2 separate regions of the Sus scrofa genome follow, and region 1 is linked to region 2. The links are chromatin contacts, called in public promoter capture Hi-C maps. All regions are on one chromosome and are shown on one strand. Each heading gives the region's core, a stretch centred on a gene start, on an enhancer-like site or on the middle of the called end of the contact. The rest is flanking DNA. Distances are from core to core; before and after follow the strand shown.

Region 1 (2,700 bases), core at 138-2,637, 180 kb after region 2:
CTCATCCTAGAAACAGAACCTCACTTATTTTTTTACGTCAATTCCACAGTGGAGGACACAAAGCAGACTCTCTCATTGACAGATAGGCTCAAAGTAAAAGGAATTTTTTTTTTTTTTTACTTTATAAAGTTCAGTTTACAGCTGCTGGAGCCTTAAGGGTGGGGAACACTAAGCACTTTCTAAAGGTGGAATACTGCATAACCCTTAGTGATGAAGTGTCATTATGTTTACATGAGTTCAGTAGTCCTCAAAGGGTGACCCAGGCCAGCAGCATCAGCATCCCCTGGGCCCCTGCCAGAAATGCAAACATCTCAGGCCCCATCTCAGACTAGCTGTTATCAAAACTGTCCTCTGGGCCCCAGGAAACCTAAGCCCTCTTCCTGATTCTGATGAACCCTAAAGTTCAAGTGCCAATATTTTGGTGGAAATGGAAACCAGCTAGGGAATATTCCTAAGCTTCATTTTATTCACCACAATTTTGAGTTAAACTTCACAACAACCCTCCATTTGCCCGAGTCCTCATGGGAGCTGGGAGTTGCTGTGGCTGCTGGGGGTGGCGGAGGAGTCTAGGAGAGGGGAAGCCAGGTTGCAATCAGCAAAGATTTCCATGTAGGCACTCCTGCTAAATCGTTCAAAGAGAGCTCAGCAGAGACCTCCAACGTTCCAGGAATTTGTTCATTTTTCACTCATTCTAAGCAGACATTCACTCCCTCTTCTACTTTTACCATGTTTCTTAGTTGTGTTTAACAACTGTGTACGTTTCAAGACCACGAAACCTGAATCCATCTCGACAGGAGCGAAAGTCTTCCAAGACCCAAGCCTGCCCGCGATGGAGTGTTCTGGCAAACGCCGGTGCTGCACAGAGCTAGAGAGGCGTGCCCGCTGTCTTTGTGAATCCGGTGTGTGCTCTCCGAGGTGCCCCGGGTCGGTGACACGGGGCGAGCGAGCCCGCTTTGCTGGGAGGAATCGGGGGAAGGGGAGGGATGGAGAAGCGGCGCGGGAGCCGCAGCTTCTGGGGCGGAGGTGGGCGCCTGCGGCCCCGGAGTTCCCGCCTCCTCCTACCTGAGCAGGTCCTGGCTGAGCTGCTCCGCCACCGCCGCCTTCAGCCGGCGCCGCTCGCAGGGCCCCTTCCTGCCAACTCCGGGGGACCCCGGGGGCACCACGGGGGCCGCGCCACCCTCCCCACAGCGGGCCATGTCCCACCCGGCGCGGCGGCGCCCGCGGGGCCCCGCGCCCGGCCGCCCTTCCCCGCCTCTGGGACGAGGGGGCGTTTCCGACCGGACGCTCGGCTCCAACCCGAACCCGCCCCCTCGCCTCCCGCCAGGGGGTGGCCGGCCCTCCGCAGCCGCCGGCCCGCAGCCCCGGGGAAGCTCGGGGGCCGGCCCGCGCCCACGTGACCCGGCGGCGGTGCGCAGGCGTGCTGGCTCTGTTTACCTCCGCCGCAGGCGCTCCGCCCCCTGCCGCCCGGGGAGCGAGCTGCCCGCTGGGACCCGCCGGGTCGGCTCTGGATCCGGGGCCCTCTGGCTGAGCGCTCATCTCCACTTATGCTTCATTGAGAGCCTAGTTCAGCTCCACCTGTGCAGCCTTCCCACACCTTGTCGTCCTGGGATGCCAGCGCTTTTCTTCCCCAGAGAGACAGGTGCCCTAGACGTGTCACACTCTCTCCTTAACTTGCTTTGGGCAAGAAAAATTGGGATTGTGGGAGTTCCCACTGTGGCTCAGCACCACCTAATCCCACGAGCATCCAGGAGGCCCGGGATTCCATCGCTGGCATCGCTCAGTGGGTTAAGGATCCCGGGTTGCCATGAGCTGCCGCTTAAGTCAAGACACCCCTTGGATCCCGCCCTGTTTGGCTGTGGTGTAGGCCGGGAGCTGCAGCTTGCGTTCCATCCCGGTCCTGGGAACTTCCGTATCCACAGGTGCGAGCCTGAATAAAAGACCAAAAAAAAAAAAAAAAAAAAAAAAAAAAAAAAAAAGAAAGAAAAAATTGGGATTGTGAGGAATGGGGAAGAACTTCGTAAAAATCAGCAGAGGTCACAACACTCCTAAGTCCCCTGCAAAGGGTGTATACAGCATCTAAAAGATTCCTTCTCCTTCTAATCCAGGAACTGGTCCTGAACTTTAGCTGAGAAGTGTCAATGATACTCCAGAGCTTGCATATAAAGCTATAAAATTTATGAGGAGGAAGAAAGGAAGTTGGATTGTACGGGCAGAGCCTTCAATTGAGCAGGAAAGTGGGTGGATTGATGAGCCATAGAATTTCGAATATGTTAACATGAAGAAAAGAGATGGAGAAAAATCACTTTAAAAGTCTTTTGGTATTTTTGTATTTGATGACTTCTTCCAAAGGAAGAAGGCTCGGTTACTCGGCTTCATTCAGAAGCTCTGCACAAGGAAACAAACACGTGCTAATTGCTTGGAAAATATGTGGATCTTGTACCCTAAGATTGGCCAAGAGTAGCCATTTCTCCAAATAATGACCTCAATTTCTCAGACACCTTAATTCTAAAAAATATGATGGATAACTGATTCTTAATTAATCCTGTAGAATAGAGGAATGTCAGAAATAACACGAGTTAATATTTATTGAGAGTTTTTTTAGGCGAGAAAACTGATCTACCTGCTTTCTAAGTATTAACTCAATCCTCATAACCACCATTTAGGTAGGTTCTACTATGGGCCCAATTACAGATGAGGAAG
Region 2 (2,700 bases), core at 56-2,555:
GAAAAAAGTACCTGGTTCATTCAGGTTATTCCTATGGACACCTTTCCACCAGCAACCTCAAAGTGTCCATTTAGTTTTCCTAAAGCGTGGAGTCCGGGCAGCAACAGTCGCTGTTAGAATTTACAGTACTTCCCACATCTACCTCTTCTCTCACAATCACCTCCTCTGAGGCAGCACTCATCATTGTTTTTTAAAATGGTTCAATTAACGGGCAATTCACAGAGAAGTGAAAGCAGCTGAGTAGTTCTCCTACCTTTGAGAAGCATCTTCTTGTTGCAAGGCACTTGTCCGTTTAGTGCCTACAATTAAAAGAAACAAAAAACAGGTCAAGTCTACACCAACTCACCTGGTTACAGGTGAGATTCTTACTCAAATAACCTGCAAACCATCTTTTCTTCTTTTCCACATAGTTCATTTCCAATCCTGTGTGTAAATCTAACGAAATGGGAAGGGGATTCAATTTGGGTTTGCAAACTAATTCTTTTTCTTGCTTAAAATGTATCTCTTGGAGTTCCCGCTGCAGACCAACGAGGAGAGCGGCGTCTTGGGAGCGCTGGGACGCAGGTTCGATTCCGGGCCCAGCACAGTGGGTGAAGGACCCCGGCCCCAAACTCCACGTGCCGAGGGGCAGCCAAAAAACCCGTATCTCTTCTATCACTGTCGCGTTAATTAACCACTCCTCAAAGTCTGAGTTCTGGGTACTTCAGGGGGCGACCTCTCTTGCTCCCCTAAATGTTCGTTCCCAGGTGAAGGGGGGGAGTGTGACACCCCAGAGAACTGGGGCACCAAAGCAGCAGCACACCTGCAAGGAGGGCCAGTGGTAGGTTCCCTGCCGCCTGCGGACGCTGGCCTGGTCCGCGGCCCGCTCTGGACCCCAGCTCCAGACTCCCAGGACCTCCCTACTGCCCGTTCCCTGGGAGACTGGCTCCCAGCCCATCCCAGGAGAAACCCTGGACGGCCGGTGCGCAGAGGTGGGGTCCGGCCCAAGGCCTTCCCCCTGGGGCGAGGGCTCGGCGGTGGGAAGCGCTCGGCCTCCTCCGCCCCGAGACCTGCTCTGGGGCGGCCTTTCCCGAGCGCCCACACGCTTTAGTCTGGAATCCCGTCGGGACCCAGTTCTCAGTTCCAAACCTGGGAACAGGCCCTGCTTCCTTACCTGCGACGTTTCGGGAGGCGCGAGGACCCCGGGCCCGGCGGCCGGCGGAGCGCGGCCGAACGGCGTCGGCCATGGGGAGCGTCGCTGAGAGTCGGAACCTGCCCGGCGCCTCCCCCTCGAGGCTCCGCCTCCAGCCGCGCAGCGCGGGGCGGGGCCGGCCGGGGCGGGGCGGGGCCGGCCGGGGGCGGGGCCCGGAGGGCGGCCGGGGGCGGGGCCCGGAGGGCGGCCTGCGCGCCGGGAGGCGGTGGGCGGTGAGAGTGGCCGGAGGCCCGGCGGTGAGTGAGCGCGCCGCGGGGCGTCGGGCGGGAGGGCGTGGGGCCGGGGCGGCCGGGCCTCGCGGTCGGGGGCGAGCCGCCGAGGGCCGGGAGTCACCTGCCGCCCGCGCCCGCGAGGTCTGGAGCCCGAAGGCCCACGCAGGCAGGAGCCGGCAGAAATGGCCGTCTCGGATGCCGCCTGCGCGCGCTGGGGTTTTATCCGCCTTGGAGCGCGCTGCCGTGAGGTCCCGGCCCGCCCGCGCCCCACTGCGGGGCTGGGGACCCGCCTTCCCGCCGGGAGAAACGCTGGCCTGCGGGAACCGGGCGCTGTCCCCGGAGGGCCGCCGCTGCCTTGTCTCCGTGTGCTGTAGCGATTTCACCAGCTCGATTGATTATACTGGGGGGGTCATTAACAGACAAATGACCCGCTCACACTTGAGCTGGAGGGCATCGCCCCTTTCACTCCCTCCGGGTGAGTTGTGTTGCAGTGCAGTTTGTCAAGGGGGCCATTAAAAAATAAACAAATCCCGTAATGATTAGAACGGCTTTCAGGCCCACCTTTTGGGAAAAAAGTCTGCCTTTTAAAAACTGTAATATTAGAGTCCACATTTGCGCTGCCTCTTGAAATGGCACTAGAGGATTTTTTTCCCTTGAGTTTAACGTTCAAAATTATGCTCCAAGAAAACGTAAAGATGAAACAGGAAGGGTTTTTCTTTTTTTTTTTTTAATTTTTATTTTCTTAGGCTAACCTACTTTCAGTAAAAACATTTCAGCTTTAAAACTTTCCATTTTCTTTACTGTATTTATTAACTATTCATCAGAATGAAACAACTTAATAATACTTCACTATAGTATTACTGATGGTTAACACCTCATATTAGTACATTTCAGCATCAAAACTACGAAAAATAAGAAGGAATGGCTGTGGAGGAACTTCAGTCCATAATAAAGAGATGTGTAAGTAATTTTTTCTTCTTTTTTTCTTTTGGTGAAGTTAACCTTTCAAAATATAAGAAGGGCACAGATTATATTTAATTACATTAGCAGTCACTAACATTGTAAATCGTCTGTAATCCTGCTTTTTTTGACCTATGAGCTAATAGCATGAAGGCAGGAAGACAGATTAGAGGATGTCATTTGGAGAAATAATATTTATAGTTTTAATACTGATCCTTACACATTTCTTTGGCAGAGTGGATTTCAAGATGATTTATTAAACTATTTATTAGGCTAATCCTAATTTTCATACATATGCTTATCTGCAATTTATCTAGAACTTAAACAGATTTCTTT

The links. Promoter capture Hi-C pulls out the DNA fragments that hold promoters and counts their contacts.
Region 1: a contact with region 2 is called in a promoter capture Hi-C map of fetal liver, with 3 times the contacts expected there. The contact joins the promoter of KIAA1107 here to the promoter of RPAP2 in region 2. A contact is called at or near these places in 2 of 5 promoter capture datasets (fetal liver and liver) and 1 of 47 Hi-C or Micro-C datasets (heart right ventricle).

Annotation. Positions count from the first base shown.
Region 1 is chr4:124,949,033-124,951,732 of Sscrofa11.1, forward strand. It overlaps KIAA1107, which reads right to left and starts at 1,388. Exons shown (of 17, transcript XM_021090241.1): 1 at 1,063-1,388. The coding sequence starts at 1,196.
Region 2 is chr4:124,772,609-124,775,308 of Sscrofa11.1, forward strand. It overlaps RPAP2 (putative RNA polymerase II subunit B1 CTD phosphatase RPAP2), which reads right to left and starts at 1,306. Exons shown (of 13, transcript XM_003125906.4): 1 at 1,154-1,306; 2 at 254-299. The coding sequence starts at 1,226. GLMN (glomulin) reads left to right here and starts at 1,349. Exons shown (of 19, transcript XM_021090232.1): 1 at 1,349-1,428; 2 at 2,289-2,364. The coding sequence starts at 2,326.